Linked DNA regions of Gossypium hirsutum: region 2 is linked to region 1. A link is a contact called in public Hi-C data. All regions are on one chromosome and are shown on one strand. Each heading gives the region's core, a stretch centred on a gene start, on an enhancer-like site or on the middle of the called end of the contact. The rest is flanking DNA. Distances are from core to core; before and after follow the strand shown.

Region 1 (4,246 bases), core at 188-2,687:
ATACATGGTATCTATCACTCTATACATATACAAATTTTGTAGCTAGTGCAACTTGTATGTGAAAAAGAAAAGCAAGAAAGTTATTATCACCATATAAACTAATCAAAGGAATTTAGAAAGCTACTTGGCCTACTTCTCAAGCTCCCTCCCTTCTTTAAGAACAAAATATTTTATTTTATGGCCATTAATGATTAGAAAAGCTTATAAAAATACTTAACTAAACAAATGAACTTTAGGAATATTTACATATGTGCATTCTACATGGTTTAGGAGGCTTGGTGGTGCTTCACAAAGTCTGGACAATATATATAATATTAGTAAAAAGTGATGAGATACTGCACCAACAAATTCTGAAAAAGTAGTCAGTTTACAAAGGCCACACATGTCATAGATTGTCCCTATGTGTAATACAAGGTCATACTCGCACTCCATGAATTGTTTATTTTCTTTCTTTCTTTCTTTCTTTCTTTGGGTTTTGTTTTTTTACTTTTAACTTCTATTATTACTTCATGATGATATTTCAAGATTTAATTCTCTCATTTAATTTTTTTTTACATTTCATTCGATTAATTTTTAATTTATAATTGAAGTCTAATTAATAATATCATAAACAAATTATGTTAAAGAAAATTACGTGACATTTTTAAAATAAAAAAAATTGCTCAAAATTAAAAAAATGTTAAATCTAAGTTTGTAAGCACTATTTCAAAAAAGCAAATGAAAGTTACTGTTTTTTTTCCTTACATGACTTGTGCTACATTTTGAATATGCCACTTGAGCAACTTTTTAATTTTTAAAAGGTTAGATGGTCTAATTTAATAGAATTTCTTTGATAGCCTTATTCATTGGATTTTAATTGTTAAACCAAAAGAGTAAAGAGAAAAATAGTAGGACTAAATTTTGAAATGTTCAAAGCATAGGGAGTGGGAGCAGAATTAGGCCTATTTAAAACCCATGATATTGTAGTCTTTCTTCTGTTACTTAGTAAATCATTTCTTTAAAAACTTTTTTTGGTCCTAGTTTATAAGGAAAATTATTATAGCTCCCAAATCAAAGTCATTGTCAGAGTCCAACTCATAAATATAATTGCCATTTAAGCTGTTCAGAAATTTTAAACCAAAATTTTAGCTAGTATTATATTTGTTGATGGAGTCGAGCAGTTCAACTGGCTCTACGCACTTCGCTAGAACTGGGCTAACCCTTGGTAAGTATTTTTTACTCTTGTTTAATCTAAATTATAATATATATAATAAAAATTTAATATTAAATAAAAATGAATAACATAAAGTACAGTTTCACTATCTTCAATCTTTTTACATATTGTTGAAATTAGTTCAATTCTTATTCTATTTTAGTACCCCTAAATACCTCTAACTAGTCCGACAGGAAAATAGTTGAAAGAAGTCCAACTCATACATTCTATGGCTATCAACTTCAACTTAAGGCCCAAATTAGATTGGGTCTGAGTTAACCGTTCACATGCACATTAACCTTACTCCCCAACACATCCTTAGAAAATAAGTTCCCCAACCAACCTTTGAATATTGATTAGGATCTTTTAGGGGCTCCCCTTGATTTGGAACAAACTTGACACTAAGATCCATAAGGGTTTCCATTGGTTTATAGTCTAGCATCCCTGTTCCTCTAGATATCCAAAGCTTACTTTCTCTAAGAGATAGTAATGCATGTTGTTGATTGAGCCACCTTAATGCTTGTTGTTTCATTGTTTTCTGCTTGGAAACTCAAAGGGGCTTTTTGGCTAGCTCCATGGCTATACGAGAGAGCAGAGCTTGTTGTCTTAATTTTTGTTGATGGTTTTGTGTGTGGCCATCTGTTTTGAATCTTGCTTTGGGCTTTTTTTTTATTGTCTTTTACTCTTGTCCTCTCTTTGCTCTCTTTTGAAAGTGAGTTGGTCGGTAAAAGTATTAGGAAATCTTCTATACATGTTTTTGTCTTTCTATTAAAAATTTTTTTAATAAAGAACTAATTTGTGCATTTCGAAATGTATAATGACTAATTTATTTAGTAGAGACTAAAATACAACATCTAATTACAAGATTTCCTTAATACTTTTACCCGAGTTAATGTTATTTCAAAATATCATAATCATAAATTATTAAATATTTCAAATTTATATATGATATATAATACGTGTTTAATGTATTATATTAATGATTTTAATTGCTTTGTATTTTTTATGCATCATACATGTTCCATACTTACGTATTTGGACTCTTTAATTATTATACTTATGGGTGTGATACCACAACCACTTTCTTATTTACTTAAAGTAAAGAACTCCATGTTTAAAAAAAACAATCAATATTTCAATGTTGAAATCATTTAAAAATAGGTAAATAGAACCTTTAACTTTATAAAAAAAAGTTATTTTTTCTTTTCATTTTATTTTTTTTAGTTTTTGAATTTTCGTTGTTTGTTCAATCACCCCAAAATATATGGAAAATGTAATATTTTTTAATTTTGTTGACGTAACATACACATAGATTACCACATGAACCACGCGGATGCCACATCAGTGAGTAATTAATTTTTTAAAGTTTAAAATTTTTAAAATTTTTAAAAATTATTTTAAAAATAGAAATTATATAAAATTATTTTTTAAATATTTTTAATTTTAAAAAATAATTAATTGCATACATGTGGATTGCCACGTGGATGCCACATCAGGAAAGTTAGCAAACGTTGACTTTTTCATCCATTTGGGATGAATTGACAAACAATACAAGTTTAATGGTTAAAAGAGGCGAAAAATTAAATGAAGAGTTAAAATGAATTTTTTTTATTTTTGTAAAATTGAAGGGTCAAATAAATAATTATGCTTAAAAATTATAACTATATTTGTGATTAAGGAAATTATTTAATACACTAACGGTGGAATCTTTATACTTCATAAATTAGGGGTTGACAAATGTGAATATAGTAAAACATTAAAATATATATATATCATTTTTTTGAAACTACTTATAAAACAAAAACAAAAAAAAAAACATTATTAGTGTACCAAATAACCACACTCATAATTATACATGATTTGCTCCAGAACCATCTTGATTTTGTGGGTTGAAAATGTCTTTTGAAAAATTGCACTAAGTTTGGAAAGGTGATCCATAATTTATGTAATCATAGTTTAATATCAAACCTCACAAATTATTAATTTCAATTTTATAAAAAAATATATAATACGTCATATTAAGGGCTCCAGATATTAGCTATTTCTACTAACAATTCTGAACCCCATAGGTATAACAAATAAGGCTATAAGCTTATCTAAAAAAAGACTGGTACGTTTATGTTGGAATGATATGATATGTATATAAATCCACAAAAATATTAAAATTTATATAATATAAGTTATCAATTTATTAAAATTATATAAATATAAAACATTTTAGATCTAATTATGAAATAAAATTATTTAAAATAGAACATAAAGTCTTAAGAATTCAAAACAAATGCACACATTATCTTACTGTGCGTGTAAATACCTAACAGGTTACCTCCTACCACCAAGAAAGTTGTAAAATAGCACACGCGGACCTTTAATAGAGTCGGCAGCTAGTGCGTTAGTGATCACTGCCCATAATATGAATATCTTTGTGTAATTTATCTATTGAACATTGGCCAGCTGTGTTACTACTATGGTGTAAGCAAATCATCGTTGCAAGACCCTGAAAGTACCTAATTGAGAGGAAAGGTCCCTGTCAGTGACGTCTCCAGCTGGGCAGCCAGTGATTGAACTTTCCAGGTACTTGGTTGTTCAAATTGACAACCTAAGATGCCAAACTCCGCGTTCCTTCCTTTATATTCATTTGTCTCTCTGTTACAATATCACGCTACTATGATTGATGCATCTCTCTTTATAAACAGCTATAAATATACGACCCCACTTAGAGTTTCATTCATCAATATTGCTCCCCTTTGGCTTGACAATGGAAGCCAATGTAGTAGTAGAAGGGAGGTCGGCAAACAGTCGGTTGGCGTTGGTTAAGGACTCGATAGTGAAAATAAGAAGCAAGGTGGCTGAATTTCCAGGGAAAATGAAGAAAGTAGCAGAAGATGATCCTAGAAGAATTGTTCATTCGTTTAAAGTAGGATTAGCCATCACCCTCGTCTCACTCTTCTACTATTTTGATCATCTATATGTTGGCTTTGGCAGCTCAGCAATGTGGGCTGTTTTAACTGTCATTGTCGTCATTGAGTTCTCTGTAGGTAAGCCTCTAAAATG
Region 2 (4,146 bases), core at 1,035-3,534, 74 kb before region 1:
ATAAAGTGAAAGAAATCGTACGAAAGTCGGTCTTAAGTGGAATAGATATTGAAGCAAATGGACCCGATCCACATGAACCTTAGGGTCCTTACCTAAAGCCTCTAGGCCAAGCATTCACGCCAAGTGAAGCCATAGAAACCATCGCCACAAGTTTTGCTGACAGCTCAACGTTATCGAATGCTTGATCATGACTATGAGGGTCCCAATTTCCCAGAACTAACCTAATTCTATAAAATATAGTTATTATATATCAAACATTATCTTGTCTACTGAATACCAAGCACAGCAAGATTTTTAACTATCAATGGCCTTGGCAGCTATTTAAATCTCTAGGTAGTAGTATAATACTATACACTAGTAACATTTCCATTATGGGTAGCTTAAAACTGTTGCAGAAATATCTGAAATCTTTCTTTCCCTGCATGGAAGTGTAAGAATAATATATCTCTATTTTGCGTGGTAAATTATGGTTTCAGTACAAAGATTTGTTGGGAAATATTAATGATGGGGGTCTTTGATGCGTGTTGGCTTCGAAAATACATGATGGGGATTGGGAAAAGATAAGCGAACCTCATCGAGCATGCTGACAAGTTTTGCCTTCTTCATTTGAAGCTCCTGTCTTTGTGCGGTGGTGAGCTCAGGTCCACGTTGAGCCCCATCTTCACCAGCACTTGAACCTACCGGTTCTTTGTCCGCCTTTATCTTCTCCTTGGTCCCCTCAGACACCTCAGGCTTTATCACTTTCCCCACATTAACAACTTCATCGAGAAGCTCTTGTGCTGCTCTCAAGTACTTTGATCCCAAAACCACACTTTGAACCCCTGGAATCCCATTCGAAACAACAGAAGCCGATGACGGTGAATTCCCAGATATCCTCATTTCATCAGCAGCTGCTGGTGACATAGTTGGAACTTGTCCTTGGATATGATCTGCTTCAACGGTACTTGAACTACAAGGAACTTGTTGGGATGATAGACTCAAGGACAAGCCTTGCCTTGGTGAAACCACCACCGGCCGCAACTGCGACGCAACATCATGGGGCCTGGCGGCCGAGTTATCTACAGCAGTCGACACAATCTGAGGATAGGTACTTGCTGATGAAGTCTGATGATCAATAGTTGAACTTGATCCCCATGAGTTATAATGAACACCGGAGACTATACCATGAAGGGATGATGGACGGTGGGTTTCATTGGAATTGGCCGGTACGATCGAAGCGGTGGGTGTCGGAAGAGGGAGGCCAAGGAGGTGGTGATAGTTGGGTGGTGGCGTGTGGGGAAAGCTTGAAGGGTTTAGCGCGTTGCCGGCGGGGTTCAAGAAGAACAGATTAGTGGCAGCAAATGGTTGGTTTGTGTCAGAGTAGGGTATATAGTTGGGGTTCATGAGATAGAGCGTTTGCATCCCATCAGGTGAAGCAACTGAAGCAGCTTGGAATTCTGAGCTCCCATGAAAGTACGTCGCCATATTGATTTGAAAGCCCCTAAAAAAAAAAGACACTTGTTGCAGTATACGGGAACTGCAAAATTCTTCTTGTTAAATAAAATCTCCAAGGAACTTGGCGAAGAGAAGACTAGAGCTTGACTTGAAGTCAAGAAATCAACCCATTTTGATGTTCAATTCTTGCTTTTTCTTAACTTAATAACCTGTAAAAGAAAGGGAAACCCACAGCAAAAATAAGGAGAGAAGCTTAGCAATCCTGATCTGAAACTGTAACTTGGAAATAATTAAAAGAAAGAAAACTGAGTGAATACTTTGATAGAAGATGACAAAAGAAGAGAGATATAAAATACTGAAGAAAGTTGTTTATGTATAGAAAGAGAAAGATAGGGAAAGATAAGGAAACAATTTTAAGGTATCGGGATAATAGATATGCTCATCAAAGCAAAATAAAAATAATAATAATCTTCAACTTCTGAAAAAAATTAGAAAAGAAACGGGGAAACAGGGAAAAGAACCCATGAGATAAAAGGAAACTAGTACAAAATTTACAGTCCAATTATGGCAAGAAAACACAAGAGAAGGAGAGGATATGCATCTGGCAACTCACACGTTTCTGTCTAAATGTCTGTCATGGAAGAAATCTTTTCAAGCTTTTGGTGGTTTTGATGACCTTGTCAGACTCAGACTCTTTGTTATTTTTCTGCCTTTTTCACCGCATAAATATAACTCAAAGAAAGAGAAAGGCGAGAGATGAGGTTTCAAGATTGCAAGTATGAAAGCAAAGAAAAAGAAAAAGAAATGATACCCTCTAATATCAGGCTTTTGCTGGTTTCTAAATGGGGTTTTGAGGTTGAACTATTTAAAAAGGAAAACAATCACTGTTTGATACATTGTTTTTGCTTTTTGTACACTTACTTTTAATCTTATCTCCAATTAGGTGCGAGCAACAGGCTTGGCTAGGAACCAAATGAAAACTATAATCATAATCCAACTCAAATGTTTCACATCTATATATAATCATTTTATTCATATCACGATAATGAATAAATATGATGTCTGGCAAACAGTCTATGCATATGAAGAGTGTGGTACTTACTGTGTGTGTCTGTGAGGTATTATGGTTGGTAAATCGCAAAGTGTACTTAAAAAGATGTAAGTATTATATATATATAACACTATATGCAAGTCAACTAAGTTATTCGTTATTAAATCTCAAATTTAAATCTCGGAACCCTTTACCCTTTATTTAAAAATTCCCATACATGCAACTGTATATTATGACAAAGAAGAAAAAAGATGTTAAAAGAATGGGGCAGCTGAAAAACACAAGGAAATATCAATTTCTAGAGAAGGCTTTAACAATAATGACCAACAGTAGGAGTAGGAGTAGGAGTAAGAGTTAGAGAAGTGGTTCATCTCTTTGTTGCCTTTTTTAAAGCTTTGTCCATCAGTTGCCTTTTCTTCTGTCCTTTATAATTTATATTTGTGGTAGCAGTGGTATGCAAAGATCTAAAACACACAATTATATTTTACTAGTTACTTAATACACCAACCCTATTAATTACTCAACAGCATCTCAAAAGAAATCTAATTTACATGAAATCAACCTTGACATTTACTGGCATCTTTGTTAATGTGAATAACAACAATGAAAGCTAACTATATCTATTTTTTACCATGATTGTAAAACCAGTTATAGCTAATCAATTGGTTCGATAATTTAATTATATAAATTAAGTTAACTAAAAATCAATTAAAATTAATTCTTTATTTTTTGTCCATTTTTTAATTAAAAAATGAATTTCGTTCTTACCATGTCTTTGATTTTTTCTTGATAATATATTTTTCAAAAAGTTATTTATATTTTTTATTGTTAGGTTAAATTATGTCATAGGTTCCTGTACTCTTCATAAATTAGGAACTTAGTCTCTGTACTTTTATTTCCAAGAATTTAATCTATCTATTTTTCAAATTTTAAGATTCAAGTCTAATTGTTAACACTGTTATTTTTTCTATTAAATTTGTTGTGTGACATTTTAAAATAATAAAAAAAATCATGTGGTAGCATTTTAACTAAAAATTTGACAGTGTAATGAACTTGAATTTAACAAAATGATTTTAATAATATTAACAGTTGGACCTGAATTTTGAAATAAAATAAAAAAAGTAGAAGAACTAAATTCCTAGAAATGAAGGTATAAGTGCTAAATTTCAAATTTAGTAAAAACACATGAACATTTGACATATTTCAATCTAATTAATTTTAATATTGTAAAACGATTACAACTAACATTAAGATCGAACTTTGACCTTGATCCAATTCATTTTATTTTTTCAACCACAGTAATGACCTTAAGGCTTCCTTTGGGTCATCGGTAAGATTGACTATGGTGAGGTTAAAAAAAAACGATGGTGATAAGATTAGTTACTGTAGCGGTGAGATTAAAATTAGTGGTGAAATATGTGTTTGGATTTCATTACAGTTGTAGTGCTAAGATGAGATTAGAAAAAGACTATTGAGGAAATTAAATTAAATTAATTAAATAGGATAAAAAAATCATATTCCATACTAAATAATAAAATATATATATTAAATTTTTATTTATGTTAAAATAATAATTTTATTAATAATTAATTACATTTTTATTGATTATATTTTTATTTATTTTTATTATTCATATATTTTAATTATGATTAATACATATA

What was found. Hi-C and Micro-C count contacts between places; a contact is called where the count stands out from the background.
Region 2: a contact with region 1 is called in a Hi-C map of leaf, with 5 times the contacts expected there. The contact joins the promoter of LOC121219433 here to the enhancer-like site in region 1. A contact is called at or near these places in 17 of 34 Hi-C or Micro-C datasets (anther, callus, hypocotyl and 3 more).

Annotation. Positions count from the first base shown.
Region 1 is chrD07:16,648,017-16,652,262 of Gossypium_hirsutum_v2.1, reverse strand. It overlaps the pseudogene LOC121219432. Among protein-coding and RNA genes, the nearest start is that of LOC107954107, 16 kb to the right of the region's middle. Within about 2 kb of position 1,437, at least 4 of the 9 cell types and tissues checked have an H3K27ac peak or open chromatin away from gene starts, as enhancers often do. A contact at or near this core is called in hypocotyl and leaf, where this site is marked.
Region 2 is chrD07:16,723,405-16,727,550 of Gossypium_hirsutum_v2.1, reverse strand. It overlaps LOC121219433 (BEL1-like homeodomain protein 1), which reads right to left and starts at 2,284. Exons shown (of 5, transcript XM_041097608.1): 1 at 2,048-2,284; 2 at 571-1,643. The coding sequence starts at 1,464.